2 separate regions of the Oryctolagus cuniculus genome follow, and region 2 is linked to region 1. The links are chromatin contacts, called in public Micro-C maps. All regions are on one chromosome and are shown on one strand. The core of a region is the stretch at or near the end of the contact, and the rest is flanking DNA. Distances in the headings are between cores, read along the strand shown.

The links. A called contact is a pair of places that touch in the nucleus more often than the background predicts.
Region 2: a Micro-C map of ear pinna shows a contact between it and region 1, with 3 times the contacts expected there. The contact joins the promoter of TMEM242 here to the enhancer-like site in region 1. A contact is called at or near these places in 3 of 6 Hi-C or Micro-C datasets (ear pinna, psoas muscle and an unstated tissue).

The regions. Positions count from the first base shown.
Region 1 is chr5:9,979,077-9,984,522 of mOryCun1.1, reverse strand. The region is part of intron 8 of ZDHHC14 (zinc finger DHHC-type palmitoyltransferase 14); the gene reads left to right. Among named protein-coding and RNA genes, the nearest start is that of SNX9, 120 kb to the right of the region's middle. Within about 2 kb of position 2,667, at least 4 of the 8 cell types and tissues checked have an H3K27ac peak or open chromatin away from gene starts, as enhancers often do. A contact at or near this core is called in ear pinna, where this site is marked.
Region 2 is chr5:10,298,341-10,303,786 of mOryCun1.1, reverse strand. TMEM242 (transmembrane protein 242) reads right to left here and starts at 2,024. Exons shown (of 4, transcript XM_002714955.5): 1 at 1,875-2,024; 2 at 1,328-1,428. The coding sequence starts at 1,962.

The DNA.
Region 1 (5,446 bases), core at 1,418-3,917:
ACGACACCACTGAGGGTCAGGGGGTGGGCTGGGACGGAATCCAGGGACCACTCTACAGAGCACCAGCTGGGTGCCTGTGTGGCCGGCAGCCAGGGCGGGGTTGACGAAGGAGACAGGGAGGCCATTTCACTCCGTGGCCAGATTCCCCGGGGACTGCAGGTCAGGGTGTGCACCGTCATCTTAGGCTGCAGTTGCCTGTCCTTGTGGGAAGCGGTCTGCCTCACTGTGGAGCTGAGGTGTACTTAGTCTTGCTGGGGGTGGTCAGTAGGGGCCCGTGGCCCCGAGCCACCTGTCAGGCTGACAGTGAGCTCAGACGCCTCGCACGCCAGAGCAGAGGTGGGCATCGCCTTGCCAGCCCCCCCTCCCCGCACACACAGGCCAGAGAACATCTAGGACCCCTTTCTGCAGAGTGTAGAGAGGGCTCAGAAAGCACGTGGCGGCCGAGAGGCGAGCAAGACTCGGGTCTGTCCCAGGAGCCACACCGGGAGGTGACATGACGTCTGACAGCTGTGCCCTGTGAGCTCAGACACAGGACGCTGCCCGGAGTCCCAGAACTGGGGTCCCTCCCGAAAGCCCAGGAGCTCTACAGGAAGGAAGCCCTACACGGCCGAGTCCCTTGGTCCACCTTCTCCCGGTCACAAACGAAACTTCCGGTGAGCACCGCTCCAGGTTCAGGAGCAACACCGAACCCTGGAGTCACATCCCTGAGCCAGGACATTCCCGGCAGTGGTGACCCCTGCGCAGGGACACCTGTTCCCCCGGTGAGCACCTTCGTGTCTGCCGCCAGGCCGTAAGCTGCCTTCCTTATCCCTCTCTAAGAAAGTCGGAAATCAGTCGTGCAGAGAGCAGGCTGCCGCCCCTTAGTAGCTGAGCGACCCTGACTGTTTACACCCATGAAATGGGAACACTGACAAGTGTGCCTAGTAGGGTCTCCGAGAAGCAAACACCTTAACGTGCACTTAGCCCGTTGCCTAGCGGAGCGGTGCTCTGTAGTGTTGGCTGTTATTGTTACTGTCGGTGTCATCTCCCAGGTATGCATGGGTGGCCAGGTCAGCCAGAGCAACTGTGTCCTCTCTGAGTAGCAGGACAGCGGTGGTCATGGCTGGAGTGGGGAAGGAGCCTCGGACGGGAGATGAGGCGCCCGTCAGTGAGCTCCCATCACCAACTCCCTCTGCCTCCGGTCCTCAGTTCTCCCCGTCTGTGGAGTGGGAGCTGGGAGTGATTTGTAGCTAATGTCCTTTCTAGCTCTGCCTGTGAGCGCATCTCCCGTCTTTGCAGCTCAGCTGGGTGAGGAGAGCAGGACACCATCGTCGACCCACCCACAGGAGAGAGCCCCCTCCTCCTGGAAGACGATCAGTGGGGACCCCCTGCTCTCCCCCCTCTCCCAGCAGGCCTGAGACAGGAAGACAGCCCTTGCTGCACGAGGAGGGTTGGCCGTGGCCTGCAGCTCAGAAGTCCCCTGGAGCAAGCTTGTGCTCGGCTTTTCCTGTTGGGCTCTCATTGCGTGTGTTTCCGTGTCAGATCTCACTGGGTCGCCCGTGTGATCCTTGCTGTGCGTTGCTGGATTCGGTTTGCTAGGATTTTGTTGAGGATTATTGCATGTATCTTTATAAGAGATACCATCTAGATTTTTTTAAAAGATGTATCTATTTATTTGAAACTCAAAGTTACAGAGAGAGAGAAAAAGAGAGAGATGGAGAGATCTTCCATCCACTGGTTTGCTCCTCATATGGCTGCAATGGCCAGGGCTGGTCCAAGCTGAAGCCAGGAGCCAGGAGCTTCCTCTGCATCTCCCACGTGGGTGGCAGGGGCCCAAGCACTGGCACCATCTTCTGCTGCTTTTCCTAGCAGAGAGCTGGGTCGGGAGTGGAGCAGCCAGGACAGGAACCAGCGCCCACGGGGGACGCCCGCACCACAAGCTGAGGCTTTACCCGCTGTGCCACCACCTTGCCGCTGCCTGCGTTATCTTTTCATGTGAGGTCTTTGTCCAGTATTGGTATCAGGAAGTAACACTGACCTCCCAGAGTGAGTCAGGAAGGGTTTCTCCCGCTTCTGTCTTCTGAGGAATCGGTGAGGAACTGGTGTTAGTTCTCCTTTCGAGGTCTGAAGGAACTCACAAGGAAGCTGTCGGTCTGGGGGCTTCCTTGATGAGTAGTTTCTGATCACTGACTTGCTCTGAGCTTGTTATAGGTCTACTCAGATATTCTATTTCTTCATGTGTCAGTTTCAGTGGTGTGTGTGTGTTTTGGGAATTTCATCTCAGTTGTCTAATGTGTTGCCATTTTGTCATAGGCTTTATGCTAACATTGTTTGATGTTGGAAGTAGGCAAAAAAGGAAGAAAAGCTTAAAAAGTTTTAAAAATGAGAGTAATTTGTAAGGGGGGGGGGGGGAGATGTAGCCAAAAACTTCAGTGAGTGTAAACAAGCCCATGAATTAGCCCCAGGGGGACATCAGTGTTCCATGTGTTTTTTTCCCTAACAGTCTATGAAATGCATGTAACTCTGCCAGCCGAGGGAGCTGGGAACCTCCAGCAAAGTGGATTCCAGCGCGGGTCACAGGTCCTGTCTGTTTGCTTTGCTTTCTTCCCCTTGGAGTAATGTTAGGGCCAAGAGAAATAGACACATTCCGAGCGATTTCCAGGGATTGTCAAAATACGGAAACACAAGCTAAACTATTTCTAGACTGAGAGCCAGCCTGGTTCTCTGGGGGCAGTTGGGACATTCCTCCCTCTAGCTCGCTCAGGCTGCCCGGAACAGACACCCCAACCAAGAGCGTCACGGAGTGAGCCAGCGCACGGTGGCCGCAGGGACCCAACCCCCCCCCCCCGGTTTTCAGGTCTCTGGTACAGCGTAGATGCTAAGCTGCCACCCTCTGCTCCCTGGGAAGCCTACACCAGCAGGAGAAACAAGGGGCCCAGCAAACCGCCCAGCAGTCCGTCCTCTTTCTCTTTATTTCTCTTTCGTTTTGGGAATAGAGTTAGAGCTCACAGTCAGTGTGAAAGTTCTCGTGTTCTGATCCTTAATTAAACGGGAGAAAAGTGAGTCCACAAGCCTTCTCCTGCTGAGTTAGCCAGTCACAGGGTGAAGGTCACGGCACTCCAGGAAGGGAGCCAGGGCTCCACCGCAGTCCTCGGCTGCCGGCGGAGGCGCAGCCCCCTGACAGCCGGCCCAGCGCTGGCTGACCACATCCCTGCGAGGACCTTCCCATGTGGTCCCGCAGCAGCCTGTGAGCCGTCCCCAGGTGACAAATGGCGAAAAGGGGCTTTACAGGACCTTGGCCAAAGTCACACAACCAGCAGCTTGGGGCCTCATGCTCTCCCACCAGGGTAGTGGGAGAAGACCCCCTTGGCCCCTGGCCCTGCTTCTGGGAGCTGAGGACACGACTTCCTATAGCGCTGTGTCTCTGGGCGCGGGGCACCCATCAGACCTACAGTACTGACATGAGAGCCTGGTTAGGTCAGAATCCAGGCTGGGGCTCAAGCAGTGGGCGTGTCCTAGCCCTGGGGGTGATTTAAATAGCTCAGAACCATCACCAAAGCCTCGACAAAGCTTGAGACACAGGGGACGGTCTGAGCCGACGTTTGCTTGGGCACAGAGGAAGTTTCCTTTATCTCGCGTGTGGCTGAACCGACACGTGGTCTAGTCAGTGAAAAGGGAACAGGCCGGAGCAGTGGCGGAGCCTGTGAGACGCAGCTGTTCCGTGTGCTCAGGAAGCAGGGGCGACGGTGTTAGGCCTGTGGACGGTACAGCAGGCATTTGTATGGAGACAGCTGTGGCAGGAGAAGGTACCTGCTAACCAGCTCAGATTTTGTTCTGCGAGCAGCAGGAGGCCGTTACAGAGACCCACGTAACCAAGTAACTCTCCAGGGCTAGGAGGCTTGCTCGTGTTCATCACTGAGGTATTCATCTGATTCCACCTCATATGCTGGAAGATTACTTTTTGAAAAAAGGATTTATTGGGGCCAGCACCGTGGCCCCAATAGTGGATAAAGCCACTGCCTGCAATGCTGGCATCCCATATGGGTGCCGGTTCAAGTCCTGGCTGTTCCAATTCCAATTCAGCTCTCTGCTATGGCCTGGGAAAGCAATGGAGGCTGGCCCAAGTCCTTAGGCCCCTGTACCCGTGTGGGAGACACAGAGGAAGCTCTTGGCTCCTGGCTTTAGATTGTCACAGCTCTGGCCATTGCAGCCATTTGGGGAGTGAACCAGTAGATAGAAGACCTCTCTTTCTCTCTCTTTACCTCTGCTACTCTGTAACTCTGCCTTTCAAATAAATAAATAATTTTTTTTTGAAAAAAAGGATTTAGTTATCTGAAAAGTAGAGTGATAAAGAGAGAGAGAGAGAGGGAGAGAAAGAGAGAGAGAGAGAGAGATCTTCTGTCTGATGGTTCACTGCCCAAATGTCCACAGACGCAAGGCTTGGACCAGGTCGAAGCCAGGAATCTCATCCAGGTCTGTCTCCCACGTGGCTGGCAGGAACCTATGTGCTTGGGCCATCCCTTTGCCATCTCCAAGGTGCGTAAGCAGGGAGCTGGACTGGAAGCAGGGGAGCCAGGACTCAAACCGTCACTCCAGTATAAGGCAGAGGGGCGATCAAGCAGTGGCGTCACCTGCTGTGGCACAGTCCCCACCTCTGGAAGATTACTTTTCTAATCAGCATTTATTGCCTTTCCCTAAGCTCCTCCCACCTCTGCCAACTCCACACGCGCCCAGTCTTTGTCTAATGGGAATCTAGTGAGGGCACTAGAAGAGGATAATCCCGAAAGATAACTGAAGGAGACGCTTTGCAAGTAGCCAGAGCTGAGCCCTCCACTCGGTGGGGGATGGCAGCGAGCAGGTGCGCGCTCAGGGCTCCAGCTTGGACGCTGTGACGTCCAGAGCCCGCAAGTGCTGCTGCCGTAACCCCAGCTGTGCCTTCTGTCACCTGAGCGCCTGTGGGTGCCCAGGGAGCCTGACCAGGGTTGTGTAGCGATAACCCCGGTGCTCGGGGGAGGGGGTTCACTGTTGCTGTTTGCCTCGCTGTTGGCTCTCACCTTAGGACCGGGAGGTCCCTTCTAGGATGGCGTGGACACGCACGGTCCAGTGTCTGGTGCACTTGCCTCAGGGGCAGCATCAGGGTCACCGTTGCTGGCGCTTGCGGCCACATCAGCGCTGGAATCTGTTTTAGAAAATCATTCACTCTGTGTACTCACTCTAAGGTCTGCTGTATTTACATCCGCCTTAACCCAGTGCCGGCACAGGACTAAACCAGCAGTTGCCTGACTATTACACTCGTGTTCCAGAACTCTGCACACCGAATCTGGAAAATCAGGGACAGCAGGCAAGCGTAGCTTCCGCAACCTGCAGTGACACAGCGAAATAAGAACAAGACGCCCTCCTCCTGACTTCGCTCTGCACGTCAGGTGGACTTTTGGAGTCTGTGGCTTGTGGGGACGGAACGAGTATT
Region 2 (5,446 bases), core at 775-3,274, 320 kb before region 1:
TCCTTCATAGCTGGTAACAAATGATCATTACATAGTTATCTGTGGGAATATTCAATATTTGTCCCCCACCCCAGACAGTCAACTTCCTGGGAAGCAGGTAACTGTTCCTCTGTGCAGCCCACAAGGCTGGCAGAGTGCCTGCCACATGACAGATTCCAAGTAAACGTGTGTGGACACAGTGAAGCACTGATACATAAGACCAACAGGGGTGGGGGCAGGTACAGGACACTCATAACAAGTACAGTCGTGCACAGCACTGACTTTCTGGTCAACAGACCACGTACACCACGGAGGCCCCAGAAGATGCTACCGCTGAAGAACGCCACAGCCAGCTCACGTTAGTGTAAGCACAGCCTGATGCCCAAACACAACCAAACTGCCCAGGCACATTCCTCAGCGCCGACCCCTGCCATCAGGCAGCATGTGAATGGAACTGCACGTGAAGGCTAAGAAAACGTCTCAGCAACGGGGAAATGAGGTTCACCACCCCAGAGAGCAGCTGCTCGATCTTGCTCAAGGAGTGAGGATTTTCTGCCCTTGGTGGATAACAGCCGTGCCACCGAATTTCACTGCGCACCTACTATGTGTCGGGCACTTTTCCAGAGCCACAGTCCGCGGCAGTGAACACGTACGATCCCTGTACTCGGAAGCTGACGTGCACTTCCACGACCCCAGGATGCACTTTCTCCTCACGCAATGAGCAGTGTCAGAGTTTAGTTGCCACCATTTTTTCTTTCTAAATAGTACATAAAATATTGGGGCCTCTTACACTTCACAGTGGATGACCTGGATTTACATTCAAAGTCATGCTGTGAACAGGAGATGTACTAGATCTTTTTCAAAGTGTAAGAAAACACAAAAAAGGAGTACATGTTTTAGATGGAAACAAGGCCTGTCAACGCGTGTGCTTCTGGAGTCCGTGAGCTACAGATTCAGGTTCACGTAATAAGGCAGCTTCTGGAAAGATGCATGCATCTTTTACCTTTTTTTTTTTTTAATTTATTTATTTGAAAGGCAGAGTTACACAGAGAGAGCAAGATCTCCCACCCATTGGCCGTGGCTCTCTCTCTAAATGTCAGCGAAGTCGGGAGCCAGGAGCCTCCTCCAGGCCTCCCACTCGGGTGCAGGAGCCCAAGCACTTGGGTTTCTTCCGCTGCCTTCCCAGGCCATCGGCGGCTTTAACTGCTTTGCCACAGCACCGTCTCCCAAGTTTACTTCGTAATGCAAGATATAAGGTCACCCACATTTTCTTTATGCAAAAAAAAAAAAAAAAAAAGCTATTTATTGTAAACCACACAAATGCTATGAGCGGGTTTGTGCCACAAACCTTATTGAACCATTCAGGGCTTTTCTTTTTAGCCAACGATAACGTCGTAACAAATCCAGCTAACATTCCCACTGCAGCAACGGTGCCGAGGAAAATTCCACCTGCCAGGCGTTTGGGGAGGGGAGAGTTAAAAAAAAAAAAAACGTTAAAAAGATGCACACAAGTCTCAGGTACTAATAGAATCTCATTCAAAGTCACTCTAGAAATTCGAGACGTCACGGCCCCATGTTATTGGAGAGGAGAACGCTGCGACACCTTCGTGACCTGTGGCTCCTGCGGTCACTCGGGGGCGTCGCTCTCCAGTGCGGACGAGGGACGCAGGTTCCCGTCCCCTCTCCCCCAGGACCGCGGAGCCACGTTTCTCCCGGGGAGGAGAAGAGAAACGGCAGCAGCCACAAAAGGCAGGGCGAGGGACAAATCGCTGAGGGGATAGGGGAATACGGCCCTCAGGGGAGACGAGCTCGCGGGAGACCCGAGGCCACGCGACCCGGCCGCCGCCCGCAGAGCGCGATCACCCCTCCACCCGGAAGCCCGCACCGCGGTTCACCTTTCACCACGAAAAGCCGGTCGTCCGCAGGTCCCGGGGCCTCCAGCCGAGCCCTGGCCGGCGCAGCCCCAGCGCCCGCGGTGTCCATGTTTTAAGTCCCCCACCACCGAGTCCGCTCCCAACCGGGCCCGGGTGGAAGCGAGAGCGAGGCGGAGGAGAAAGGTTCCGCGGCCGCGCGTCCCTGTGCAACTTGAAGACGGGTCCGGAGTCCGGCCGGGGTCCCCAAATCTTCCCGCTCGCGCTGCGGCGGGGCCGGGGGTGGGGGTGGGGGGGCAGAAGGTATGTAGGGGCTGCAGGCGGCGTCCTCGCCGCCTATCGCAGGGTTTCAATAATTACTTGCCTGGTTTGAAAGAATGCAGAACCCTGACTCCAGGAGGCACCGGGGGTCGCTGATGGCCCCAGGTTCCCAGCCCCAGCTGGTTGGAGGATGCTGGAACCAAAGCAGGCCCTGGTCTCTTCTCTGCCGTCCTCCTGGAAATTCGCTAGCGGTCCTCCCTGGGGAGAGCGGACCTTCTGGGAAGCCTGGGCAGCCCGGCCAGCGTGGGGTGCCAGCCCCGGGGCGGGGGCGCTAAGGTCTTGCACGGGGACAGGCCTGGCTTCTGAGGGGCCTAAGACCCGGGCGTCCGAAGACAATGCGGCGCTCTGCCTGTCTTTCTCTGCCCCCAACACTCTGGGGCAGGAGTTTCCTGAGGAGGGGTGGGGACCCACATTCATTTTTATATTTCTCAGCTTCCAGCGAGTTGTCTGTCGTGCGTCATAAATGCATGTTGGATGAATGAGTAAACGAATGTATTCCTTTTAAATGCAGGTAATAGCTGAAATCTGGGGCCAGCCATTGTTGGTGCAGTGCGCGAAGCGCTGCCTCGGTGGCTGGCATCCCCTAGGAGCGCTGGCTGGCATCCCAGCTGCTCTGCTCCCCAGCCAGCTCCCTGCTGGTGCACCTGGGAAAGCAGCTGAGGATGCCAAGTGCTTGGGCCCCTGCACCCATGTGGGAGACCCAGAGGCTTCCTCCTGGCTCAGTCCCAGCCATTAGGATCATTTGGGGAGTGAACCAGCGGATGGAAGATCTCTTTTTCTGTCTCTCCCTCTCTCTGTCACTCTGCCTTTCGAATAAATAAAGTTTAATAATGATGATAGTAACTTAAAACCTGAGTACAGGCCCTAAACTACATCTTAGCTTTGTCACCTTGGGGTTACTTGGTTTCTCCAGATCTCAAACTCCTCAACTGTAAAATAAAGGAAGGCTTGCGGCACCGGCACACCGGGTTCTAGTTCCCTTCGGGGCGCCGGATTCTGTCCCGGTTGCCCTTCTTCCAGGCCAGCTCTCTGCTGTGGCCAGGGAGTGCAGTAGAGGATGGCCCAAGTGCTTGGGCCCTGCACCCCATGGGAGACCAGGAGAAGCACCTGGCTCCTGCCATCGGATCAGTGCTGTGTGCCGGCCGCAGCACGCCGGCCGCGGCAGCCATTGGAGGGTGAACCAACGGCAAAGGAAGACCTTTCTCTCTGTCTCTTTCTCTCACTTTCCACTCTGCCTGTCAAAAATAATAATAATAAAAAAAAAGGAAAGAGCTTCCTTGTCTTAGTCTGTTTTCTACTGCTAACACCAGCATAGACTGGATGTACTGTAAATGGAAACAGCTTATTCCACTCAGTTCTGGAGGCTGGGAAGTTCAAGGCTGAGGGGCTGAACCTGGTGAGGGCTTATGAACTGCATCACATGTGGAAGGCATTACAAGATGGGGGGCAGGGGAGAGGCCAGAGCTCATCAGAATTCATCACACCCCTGCTCCTGTAATAACAGCAGTAGTCTGCTCATGAGGGCAGAGTCCCCATGGCAGAAGTACCTCCCGATACTATCACTGTGGAAATTCAATGTCAAGTTTTTGAAGTGCACCATAGCACCACCTCATAGAGTTGCTGTGAGAATTATATGAAGCAATGTGCAATAGAGAAGTTAGCACAAAGCCTGGCACAAAGAAGTACTCCATAAATATTAGCTCTAATTATTGTCACCTTTGATTGCACTACTGTTTTAGTAGAATTCTTTGAGATTTTTAAAAATAACAGATGCCCAGGGGCCGGCACTGTGCCCACTGCCTGTGGTGCCGGCATCCCATATGGGTGCCGATGTGAGTCCTGACTGCTCCACTTCTGATCCAGCTCCATGTTAATGTGCCTGGGAAAGCAATAGAAGATGGCCCAGGTACTCGGGCCTCTGCATCTACGTGGGAGACTCGGAAGAAGCTCCTGGCTCCTGGTTTTGGAACAGCCCAGCTCCGGCCATTGCTGCCATTTGGGAAATGAACCAGCAGATGGAAGACACCTCTCTCCCTCTCCCTCTCCCGCTCTCGCTCTCTCAAGGAAATAAATAAATCTTTAAAGAATAAAATAGATGCCCAGGACCTCCCCTGGAGATTAAGGCTCTGAGGTGGAGGGCAGGGAATGGTTTAAAAGCTCCGTGAGGGTAAGGATTATGAGTCGGGACTGAGAGCCTCTGTTCAGTTCTCATTTCTTCGTGGATGCGCTCCTGCGGAAGCGTTTGACCCTTGGACCCCTCAGTGCCTGAAAGGGCCCTTTGCACTGGTAATACTGAGCTAGCTTGTTGAAGTTCCAAAGACCAAGCCTTACTGCTTCCCCTTATACATAATGCTGACCACGGCTGCTAGGATTTGTCGAGTGCACGCTGGATGTCTGGAATCACGCTAAGTGCTTCAAATATGTTACCTCATTTAATGCTATCCACGAGCTCCGAAAGACTAACTTGCTCAAGCTCACACAGCTGTCAAGTGGCGGAGCCAAGACTGAAAAGCAAGTCCTTCCTTAGCCACAGTGCCCGTGTCCCCAAGCCTGCAGGTGATCCCTGGAAGGGCTTGGTGAACACAGATAGCCGGGCCACATTCCCAGCATTCTGCATTGTGGGGGGGGGAGGGTGGCGCTGAGAACTCGTGTGTCTAACAAGTGCCCAGGTGACATGGACGCCATGGGCTCCACTTGGAGACCGTCTTCTCTGCACCTGACTCCTACAGCCTGCACCTCTTCCAGTCCGCACCAGGCACTGCCACTCTAGGACATCGGTTCTCCCAGTCTGCTCAGAGGGATACAGGGCAAGCCTTGCCCTCTGTGCTTGGCGGTCTCTCCCCTGGAGGCACAGAACAGCTTGAGGATGACGTCACTGTTTACTGTAGGGAGCAGAAGCAGAGACTCTGCATCCAATGCAGGCGAGTTGCAGAGTCCTGACTACAGAACTGTGAGAGTGACGACGACTCCTGTGGGACCCCCGTCTGCTTTCATTCTGCAGGGTGTGGCTCGCGGACCTCTACCTTCTTTCTCACGCCCCTCTCTTCTGCCTGAAAGCTCCTTTCCCAATATACACAGGGCTGAAAGGTGATGAAAGCAAACCAGTGGTTGCTCTTGAGCCAGGGGGAGCAGCTGGCATTGTGGTGATGCCTGCTGGATACACACCACAGCATGGAGTGACTGACTGGATACGCACCACAGGGCAGACTGACTGAAAGCCCCTGGGACAAGGCACGTCTGTGGGAGAACTAGAACCTTCCTCATGAGCCCCAGGT